Linked DNA regions of Mus musculus: region 2 is linked to region 1. Evidence: chromatin contacts called from public HiChIP or PLAC-seq data. All regions are on one chromosome and are shown on one strand. Each heading gives the region's core, a stretch centred on a gene start, on an enhancer-like site or on the middle of the called end of the contact. The rest is flanking DNA. Distances are from core to core; before and after follow the strand shown. Region 1 has its middle 7.1 kb from the start of n-TGgcc14. Region 2 has its middle 26 kb from the start of Alyref2.

What was found. HiChIP or PLAC-seq counts read pairs in DNA pulled down with a chosen protein or histone mark.
Region 2: a contact with region 1 is called in an H3K27ac HiChIP or PLAC-seq map of embryonic stem cells, with 6 read pairs. The contact joins two enhancer-like sites. A contact is called at or near these places in 1 of 115 datasets of contacts at active chromatin or transcription factors (embryonic stem cells) and 1 of 9 other capture datasets (liver).

What each region holds. Positions count from the first base shown.
Region 1 is chr1:171,086,451-171,091,508 of GRCm38.p6, forward strand. No RefSeq gene overlaps it. Among named protein-coding and RNA genes, the nearest start is that of n-TGgcc14, 7.1 kb to the left of the region's middle. Within about 2 kb of position 1,916, at least 16 of the 459 cell types and tissues checked have an H3K27ac peak or open chromatin away from gene starts, as enhancers often do. A contact at or near this core is called in embryonic stem cells, where this site is marked.
Region 2 is chr1:171,474,655-171,479,956 of GRCm38.p6, forward strand. No RefSeq gene overlaps it. Among named protein-coding and RNA genes, the nearest start is that of Alyref2, 26 kb to the right of the region's middle. Within about 2 kb of position 3,512, at least 158 of the 459 cell types and tissues checked have an H3K27ac peak or open chromatin away from gene starts, as enhancers often do. A contact at or near this core is called in embryonic stem cells, where this site is marked.

The DNA.
Region 1 (5,058 bases), core at 666-3,165:
TCTTTTGTGACTATATCCTAATTTAAAATATCCCGTTTATTTTAACGTACATTTGACTGCATGGCTGGCTACCTGTGCTCAGGTACCCTGTGCCTGTTTCCTCAGATCTTCCTGTGTGAATCTTTCCGTGCCTGGCTCTATCCCAGGATTCTTCTGCCTCATTGATCTTTTACATTTCAGTTCCTGCCAAAGCCATAGGCCATAGGCTTTTTAATTGACAGGTGATGCATCCATGATACTCCAGATATTCACTCTACAATTCCCCCATTTAGTCCAATAAAAGGCTTCCTTTTGCTGGGCGTGGTGGTGGCACACACCTTTAATCCCAGCACTCGGGAGGCAGAGGCAACTTTCTAAAGTTGCCAAATACTATGGCCTGGACATTGTACATGTATATCATACCTTATAGTTTTCATAATTGTTATAATTATATTCAATTTATATTTGAAAGAAAAGAAGCCTTTTTGTGTTTTTTTGTTTTGTTTTTTGAGACAGGGTTTCTCTGTATAACTCTGGCTGTCCTGTAACTCACTCTGTAGAGCAGGCTGGCCTCGAACTCAGAAATCCGCCTACCTCTACCTCCGGAGTGGTAGGATTAAAGGCATGCGCCACCACTCCTGGTTTAACCTAATTTCTATTGTATTTGCATTACCATCCTAAAAACATCTTCTTAGACCTAAAATATCTTCTTAAATTCTAAACAAATTAAGCTTATAGTGATACTTTGTATCAATATTCAAAATTACCTACCAATACAATAAAATATAACCTTATTTTTGCATCAAAATACAAAGATCTCTATCAATGTAAGATTATGGCTATAAAATCTCTTTTGGTTTAAGCGTAGATTCAATAATCTACCCTATTTGTTTAGTTTCTTATATTTCTGTATCCCCCTATTTCTTACCTAACTAAGAAAGAAGGGAAGAGGGGCTGGAGTGTTGGCTCTTTGGTTAAGAGCACTGACTGCTCTTCTAAAGGTCCTGAGATCAAATCCCAGCAAGCACATGGTGGTTCACAACCATCCATAATGAAATCTGACACCCTCTTCTGGTGTATCTGAGGATAGCTACAGTGTACTTGAATATAATAAATAAATAAATAAATAAATAAATAAATAAATAAATAAATAAATCCTTAAAAAAAGAAAGAAGGGAAAAGAGAAAACGAAAGGAAAAAGAAACCCATGAATATAACCTCCCTATTTTGCCTCCTCCTTGTCCAAGACCATAATTATTTGTAACCATCCTCTAAAATGACAACATATAACTCACAAAATGACCAAAACTATCTACCCCCAACTTAAGGGACTGGGACAACAGTCTTCTGATAATTGCTTCCTGCTTAATTGGGGTGAAGAATTCCTTTTGTGGGGCCCAAGAAAATTAGAAACGTGGTTAGTCTTAAGAAAGCCAGCTGTAGCATGTGTTATTTAGTCTCTATATGTTGAGAAAGCTTGGAGTATAATTAAAGTCGTAACTGGAACAGAACAGTCTGAAAGGTTGGATCAAGCAAGCTAGCTGTTCTGAAGTTATCCCAGAAGTCGGTCTTTAGAGGAAACAGCTATGATGCCGTTGAGGCAGGATCAAGCAGGGAGCTGGAACAGCAGGGCTCAGCATCTGAGCATCTCCAGAGTGAATCCTATCAAGGCTGCCTCCTGGCCCTCCATTCTGTAGTATACAAACCTTACCAGCAACACACAGTTCTATAAAGAGATTGGTTGGAATGCACAGGTGAGCAGATCAATTAAGGATGATTTCCTGATCTTAGTGCAGGTAAAAGACAACTGCCTTTCTTCAGAAGATAGTTTGATCATATAAACAAACTGTACTATGAATCTCCATTCATGCCATATGAAAGGATGGTATGCAGTAAGTTATGAGAATTCCATAGCCTACAGGCTTTATTAGACATGCAAGCTGAAGTCCTGGCTGGGGACATTTCTTGTCTCAGGCAGTTTCAGAGCTGCCCCAAAATGGAGGGTACAGCAAAGACATTGTTTGTTTCTTTGTTTCTTTGTTTGATCTTCTTGATTTTCTCTCTTCAGCCATCTCCTCACATTTTCCCTGGCAAATCTCTCAGTGCCTGGCTCTATGTAGTCTCCCCTCCCCCAGCCTGAAACCTGCTTGCTCAGGGGTGGAGCTTCCCGCTCAATCGTTCTGCCACGCCCACTGCTGGAACCTACCGCTTTGCTGTTTGGAGCTACACACGTGGTCACCCTGCTACTGGATTCCGAGATTATTTGGCGGGAATTGGGCCCCTCCCCCTTCCTTCATAACGGAGTGCCAAAATAGTAAAAATTGAACCTTGAGCAGAGAGAGACCTTTGTCTTGGTTCCTTCCTTATCTCGCGCAGCCCAGCCCCTCTTCTCTTCCAGGTTTCCAAAATACCTTTCCAGGCTAGAACTCAGGTTGTGATCTACTGGCCAGACACAACAGCTCTATCCCAGAATTCTTTTTGCCTCCTGGATCATCCACCTTCTGTTTCCTGCTAAAGCCATGGGCTTTTTAACTGACAAATGTTGCATCTACAATAACACAAGATTTTTTTTTCCTCTATGGACTTCTTTTAGTTGTCACCAAATATAGTCCCTGGTTTTGTAAGTGTGGGCACTTCTGTTTCTGCCCCAGTTCCCAAATAATGGCATGGAATCTATATTTATTTAAGAATGCCTAGGCCTTATGCTAGGCTTGTTGCCCTCTGGCTCATAACCTAATTATCCCATTTACACTAATCTAAGTTTTGTCACGAGGCTGGTTAGTTGTCTATCATCAGTTTCATATGTCCAGCTTCCTCCCAGTCTGGGTGGCCAATCTCCCGTGCCTGACTCCTTTCCAGAGTTGTCCTCTGTCTCTGGAAGTCCCACCTTGTTACTCTGGTTTTTTGTTGTTGTTGTTGGTGGTGGTGGTTTGTTTTTTTGTTTGTTTTGTTTTTGTTTTTCTGCTATAGGCCATAGGCTTTTTATTTTAACCAATCAGAAGATGATGGAGAAGTTTCATTTTACAACCTTATGGGCTCAGGTTACTGTCCTCTGTTCAGACTGCCTTTGTTTGTTGCAAGAAATATTAAAAAGAATGAACCAGCTTGTTCCTGCACTTGTGTTAGCAACTTGGTGCCCCGGTGGCCTGGATGGCCATGCACTGGCGGGCAATGGACGATCTGTTTTCATCTCGTGGAGACTCTCTGGCCTGAAGCTCCCAAAACTTCTCCACTCAGCTTGCTAGGTTCCCACTGGCCGGTCGCTATCACTCCAGCCCCATGCTTTAAAACTTTTGTGGTGCACATCAAGCAAACCCACCATGCTTCGCCGCTGTACCTTTCTCTCTTGAACCCAGACAAGCCACTGTGTGAAGGAAGATGCAACACACACTTAGTTCAGAAACAGCAGTAACTCAATTGCTGTGCGCAACAACTAAAATCCTAACTTTGTAAACCATATTAAATCTAAATCCTCTGGTGGTGAATCCTACAGATCCGCCACTGAAGCCAGGAGACACTAGTAATTACATCTTGTCCTAAGCTATCCCTATCCAAAAAGACTTAACTCTCTCCTGCTTCCTCTCTTCCTCTGTCCAATCTGGAAGTCCTTCCTACTTGCCCAGTGATTGACTCTTTCATTTTAAGAGGATTGGTTCACAAGAAGTCACCTGAGTATGTGACTCACTCCTTGTCTACAACCCCTCCCAGGAGAGTGGAATTAGCATCAAAATACAAACAGCATCTGCTATTCACAACATTTGTTTAAACTCTTAAACTTGTCTTTACTGTTTTCCCCAATCTGTAAGATCCTTAAGGGATCTAATTGTGTAACAAAATCTGTCTACAGAGGGCAGGCAGCTTTTCTGGAGGCCCACAGTTATCTGTTTCAAATGAGTGTCAATATGTCTTAGATAGCTAAGTTAATGTTTAAAGAGAAATTATAAGTAGTGCCAATACAGTACAAAAAGGCCTCATCACTTTGATCAAGCCTTTCATCAAAAACAAAACAAAACAAAAATAGTCTGGGCAATGGTGGCTCATGCTGTTTATCCCAATGCTCTGGAAGCAGAGACATGAACATCTCTGAATTCAAGGCCAACCTGGTCTACAAAGTGAGTTCCAGGCCAGATGGCCAAAGCTACACAGACCAAGTCTGTCCCAAAAATACCCACCCCCAAAATAAAATATCACTGTTAGGATCTGGTGAGATAGCTCAGCAGTTAGAAGCACACACTGCTAATCCAGAGGACCCGAATGATATCCACAGCATCTATGTATAACTCCCACTTCAGAGGGTCCACTGCCTCTGGCCTTTGTTGTCACCTGTACTCACATGCACAGATACAAATACATAATTAAAAATAAAAATATTTAAAATTGCAATGTTGGGTATGATCACTTGTATGGGAAACGTTGCTCCACCTAGTCCCATAAATCCAGGCATTTCCTTGAGCTATCCATCCCTTTGGTCCTGAGCCACTGCTATCTATTATGAGTTGCTATTCACCTCGTAGCCCAACAGTGTTGACAGGACTGGCTTATGTTGCTCAATCTGGCTCAGGTCCAAGGAGGAGCCAGGTTGTATATTTTTGCTTCTCTGTGCCTGTCACACCTCAATTGTTTAAACCCTTTATATCATCAAATTCTCTAGAACAGGTGTGTGTGTGTGTTTCAGACTTTAAAGTCTGTGGTGGTTTGAACATGCTTGGCCCAGGGACAGGTCCTATTAGGAGGTATGACCTTCTTGGAGTAGATATCGCCTTGTTGGAGGAACTGTGTCACTGTGAGGGTGGGCTTTAAGACCTTCCTAGCTGCCTGGATGCTTAGTCTTCTCCTGTTTGCCTTTGGAACAAGATGTAGAACTCTCAGCTCCTCCAGTGCCAGGGCTGCCTAGACACTGCCATGCTTCTTGCCATGGTGATAATGAACTGAACCTCAGAACCTGTAAGCCAGTCCCAATTAAATGTTGTCCTTTATAAGAGTTGCCGTGGTCATGGTGTCTCTTCACAGCAATGGAAACCCTAAATAAGGTAGACGTTGGAACCAAGGACTAGGGTAGTGCTGTGATAGGCCTGACCT
Region 2 (5,302 bases), core at 2,262-4,761, 390 kb after region 1:
GTGGAAAGAGTCATAGAGTTTGTTAAGTAGAGATAAGAGATGGTACATACTTCAGATTGAAGCGTGGGTATTTAAAGGGACGCACGCAGGAAAAAGACAGTACACACCCAAGTATGGGTGTGGGTTTTCAAGAGAAAGTCTTCATAATGACTTTTTAAGTTACGCTGCTCAAAGGATGCAATTAGCAAGGTTTAAAGATGAAGTAAACTTTTAAAATCAAGTGAGGAGCAGAAGAGCTGGCTCAGCGTTAAGAACACTCCTTGTTCTTAAAGAAGACCCAGGTTCTATTACGAGCACCCAAATGGATGCTCACCACTGCCCATAATTAAAATTTGTTCACAATTCTAGTTCCAAGGGATCTCATGGCCTCTCGGAGTGTCAGGCACACATGTGGTACATAGATACACATGTAGGCAAATACCCATACACATAAAATAAATGACTCAAGAAAGAAAGAAAGAAAGAGAGAGAGAGAGAGAGAAAGAAGGAAGGAAAGAAAGAAAAAGAAAGGAAGGAAGGAAGAAAGAAAGAAAGAGAGAAAGAAAGAAGGAAGGAAAGAAAGAAAAAGAAAGAAAGAAAGAAAGGAAGGAAGGAAGGAAGGAAGGAAGGAAAGAAAGAAAAAGAAAGGAAGGAAGAAAGAAAGAAAGAAAGAGAGAGAGAGAAAGAAAGAAGGAAGGAAAGAAAGAAAAAGAAAGAAAGGAAGGAAGGAAGGAAGGAAGAAAGAAAGAAAGAAAGAAAGAAAGAAAGAAAGAAAGAAAGAAAGAAAGAAAGAAAGAACGAACGAACGAACTGCGGTGGGGATTTAGCTCAGTGGTAGAGCGCTTGCCTAGCAAGTGCAAGGCCCCGTGTTCGGTCCTCAGCTCCAGTTAAAAAAAAAAAAAAAAAAAAAAAAACCAACCCCACAAAACAGAAGTTGGTGAATAACAGAAGCGCTGTTTCATGAGGTACATTGTTCAGATTCAGGATGAGGAAGAAGTGCCAATAGTAATCCTATTAAATTATTGAACTCAAAGTCACCAACACGCTGGCCTTTGAGGCAAGCTTGTCGTTTTTAATATCCTTGCTTGAGCTGTCTAGCTGACGAAAAACATTAGCTTCTTATGCTTTAGAATTGATATGTCTTCCCAGTGAGACATCACTCTGCCCATTTAGAGATCAATAAAGGAAAAAAGTTTTTTAATAACAGCAGGTTCTGGCTAATGTACAAAAAGAAACCATTCTGGAATTTAAAAAACAACAACAACAACAAAAAAAAACCAGTCTATATAGGTCTTGGGCTTTATATAGTTGCATGTTATGTCTGCTATCCTTAAATCTCTTTCAGGTCCTGGTTTGTCCCAGATCCCATTTGAACAATTTAAATGGAAAAGAAGACATTTTTAGATTTTTTTTTTTTTGAGACAGGGTTTTTTCATGAAGCCTTGTCTGTCCCGGAATTCACTCTGTAGACCATGATAGCCTTGAACTCACGGAGATCCACCTGCCTCGGCCTCCCAAGTGCTGGGATTATAAGCACTTATACCTGGTCTAGGTTTGTTTTTCCTTTTTTGCCACAGTGATCCTCAGGCCTTTGATGAGATCAGGAGATAAAAACTGGTCAGTTAGGGCAGGGACCCCAAAGCGGCTTCCAGATGTTCTTGCTGGAGGCCGAAGGAAGATGCAGGGAGAGAGCTCTGGCTTGTGTTACCTCCTACATGAGAGCCACAGCATAAAGGACATGGGGGACTATGTGAATAGAACTGGGGGGGGGGCACACTGGGCCACCTGGTGGGCCAAATGGATTGACCATCTCATACCTCACTCTAGTTTCTGTCCTTTAGAAAGCCCCAGACAGGCAGTTCCACAGTGCTAGTAAATAGTACTGAAGTTTTTAATAACACGAGATTCTCCTGTGTAAGTGTGTGAATGGTGGGAGCTGGGGAGACAGGATGGTTTAATGGTTAGGGATTAAAAACCACAAAGCTGAGACTAATCCTTTTCTAGCTTCAAGGTTGTTCTTCTTAAGGTTGTAAAACAGCCCCCCCCCCTTTCTCTCCTCCCTCCCTCTTTCTCTTCTTCTCTCTCTTTCCTGCTCCCTAAACATTATCTTATTTAGCTTAGACTAGGTTTTTTGTTTTTTGTTTTTTGTTTTTTGGTTTTTCGAGACAGGGTTTCTCTGTGTAGTCCTGGCTGTCCTGGAACTCACTCTGTAGACCAGGCTGGCCTTGAACTCAGAAATCCACCTGCCTCTGCCTCCAAAGTGCTGGGATTAAAGGCGTGCGCCACCACGCCCGGCTAGACTAGATTTTAAATTGCTATATAGCTTAGGAGGGTCTTCAACTCCTGATCCTCCTGCCTTCCTCCTTCTAAGTGGTGGAATCGGAGCTGTGTGATACTTTCTGGTTTGGGGCTGTGGTGCTAGCTCGTGAAACAGGATTCTTCTGGGTGCCTATAGCTTCCTTTGTACTAGAAGAGCTCTCCATCAAAGGGTGTGACCGAAGAACGACCAAGTCACTTGTAAAAGGAGTTACTGGCATTAACCATGCTATTTGTGTCCAAAGATGTCACCCATCAGTATTCATATGTCTCGCTGATGGTCACAGACAGGGTGGGGGAGGCATTTGCTTGCTGTCGGCCTCAGAAAGGGTAGTGTCGGTCTGGCTCTTGGCCTTTTGCAGGAGAGGAAGCTGACAGATGTACGATCTGACCCAGTCCCTACCCCGGAAGCAGATGGGTATTAACAATTCTTCATTCCTCTCTTCCTGCCTAGCAGCCTCGAGCAAAGGATGTAGACCTTGAGCTAAAACACAAATTCTTTTCTACCACAGTTTTTGACCACTCCTCTCCTTGGGGGAATGTGTCTTTGGGACCTGGGAGAGATGCAGGGGCAGCAGCAGCAGCAGCAGCAGCAGCAGCAGCAGCAGCAGCAGCAGCAGCAGCAGCATTCTGTCCCAGAGGAAGCATCCAGATGTGATTTTTCTGAACGCAAATTTGAGGGCCTTACTTCTCACAGTGCTTTCTGAGGCCTCCTCTAGTTTGTCTCTACAGTGGCCCAATGGGCAATTAATGAAAGCAAAAAGTTTAGGGTCCAGCCAAGCACCCCATTGATTTGGACATAGCATATGGGCGCTTGAGAGTTTCGTGTTTTTGTTTGTTTGTTTGCTTGTTTGTTTTGTTTTACTTTTAGATTCTAATGTATGTTTATCATGTGTCCTGGTTCTACCTGTTAGCTCAGGTGAAATAGCAAAGAGGGAGTCTTGGGCCTGAGCTGGGAAACCCTGGAAGTGGTGTGTGCTGGGGTACTGCGTGAGTGTGTGTGTGCTTGCCCGTGTGCATATGTGTGTGCATGTGTACAGGTGCGTTTCTGTGTGTGTGTGTACGTGTGTAAGGGCGTTACTGTTATTCTTCCAGTCACACGGTGCACCCAGTCTCGGCCAGTTCCACCAGCATTTCTGAGATCTTCATTCTACCACCTGAGAGTAGAACCCGGACAGACCGGTTCTGAGGTACAGAGGAGAGAGAGGTCTGAACCGGAAGGGAAGTTTACTCAATTCAGGCAAGGCAGCGCCCTGTGCGTTGCAGGGTGGGGCGGGGCACGGGAGGGTGGAGGCAGCCCTGCCTGCTAGGCAGGGCTGTTGGCTAATTATCTGTGGACGAGGAGAGAAAACAGAGAGAAGGGATTGTGCGAAGCCTTACTTAGGGCCTTTGAGATGGCTCAATGGGTCATGAGCACCCGAGACTGATCCTCAGAACCCAGAAGCAGGCAGGAGAGAGCGGACGCCACAAAGGTGGGCGGTGATCGTGGACACGCATGCGCACACAGGCATACCTTTTTAAACTTGATGTTGACGTTATGGAATGTGCTTAAGGAAGCTGCTGTAGAGAGGATCCCTCTCCTCCCCTCCCCGCTTAATATCTTGTGCTCTCTCCTTTTTTTTTTTCTTCTTCCCATACAGGGTTCACTATGTAGCTCTGCCTGGCTTTGAACTCACGGGGATCTCTGCCTCTGGAGTGTTGGGTTTATTTTGTTTTGAGGAAAGATTTTCTCTGGCTCAGGCCTTGAACTTGGTCTGTTGTAGAGGTTAGCCTTGAACTGTCTTTAAAAAAAAAAAAAGTAGCTGGGCGTGGTGGCGCACGCCTTTAATCTCTTTAATCCGGAGGCAGAGGCAGGTGGATTTCTGAGTTCGAGGCCAGCCTGGTCTACAGCGTGAGTTCCAGGGCAGTCAGGGCTATACAGAGAAACCCTGGTTCGAAAAACAAAAAAACAAAACAAAACAAACAAACAAACAAAAAAAGTGTCTGCGTGCATGCACTCACAAGTGTTCAAACACTCGGGGGAATTCTTACAAGGTATTAGAGGATCCACGACCTTTACTTAGGCTCTGGGGCTTGACCTAAGGTAGTCAAATTTTCTGAGCTTTACCCACTCACTCAGCCACCTAGCCAGCTCCTAAATGTCTGCAATTTAAACCACTTAGTTAGAGATGGCTCGCTCAGTGATTAAGAGCACTTGCTGTTCTTTGGAGTATTCTCCATCTGTTGTTACTGCAGTTCCAGGGGATCTGATGCCCTCTTCTGGCCTCTGCAGGCACTACATGTACAAGGTCCATGTCCATACTTGTAGGCAAAACATTCAGATATATAAAATTTAAAAGTGTTTAATGGATTTTAATGATCTGCATATGTGTGTCTGTGTGTTCCTACTGTTCTTTATAACAATATGGTAGTTTTAAAATTATTATACAGGGTGATGCATAAAGATTATACACCTTTAATCCCAGCACTCAGAAGGCAGGGGCAGGAGGGTCTCTGAGACTTTGAGACCAGCCTGGACAGCCAAGACTACACAAAGAAAGAAACTCTGACTTGAAAAAAACAAAACAAAACAAGACAAAAATCTTGCTAGGTTGTGCTGGCCTGCAGCAGTTTAGGGATCCGTGGTAGTTTAGCTTTCGGAATCACCCTGTGAACCTGAGTCCTACTTATCCGTAGTAAATGCAGAAAGAAGGCAAAGAATCACAATTAAATGGCATTTAAACTGAGAGTCCACTTTTTCCGGTGTTAATATTCAACAAAACAACAATGAAAAGTCCCCAGAACTACATCGCTAAACTTCACCCATCCCAACTCAAACAAAAAACCGGGGAATAGTGTACCTTTATCTTGAAGGTGTTAAGTTTTGGAGGGGACTCTGCTGGTGTTGAAGGTGTTAAGTTCTGGGGGGACTCTGCCTGTGAGCGGGCTAGTAAGTAGTCACAACCTATTTGGGACCCATTAGAACAGCTTGTGTCAGTGGCCATAAAATTGTTCACACCCTGAAATG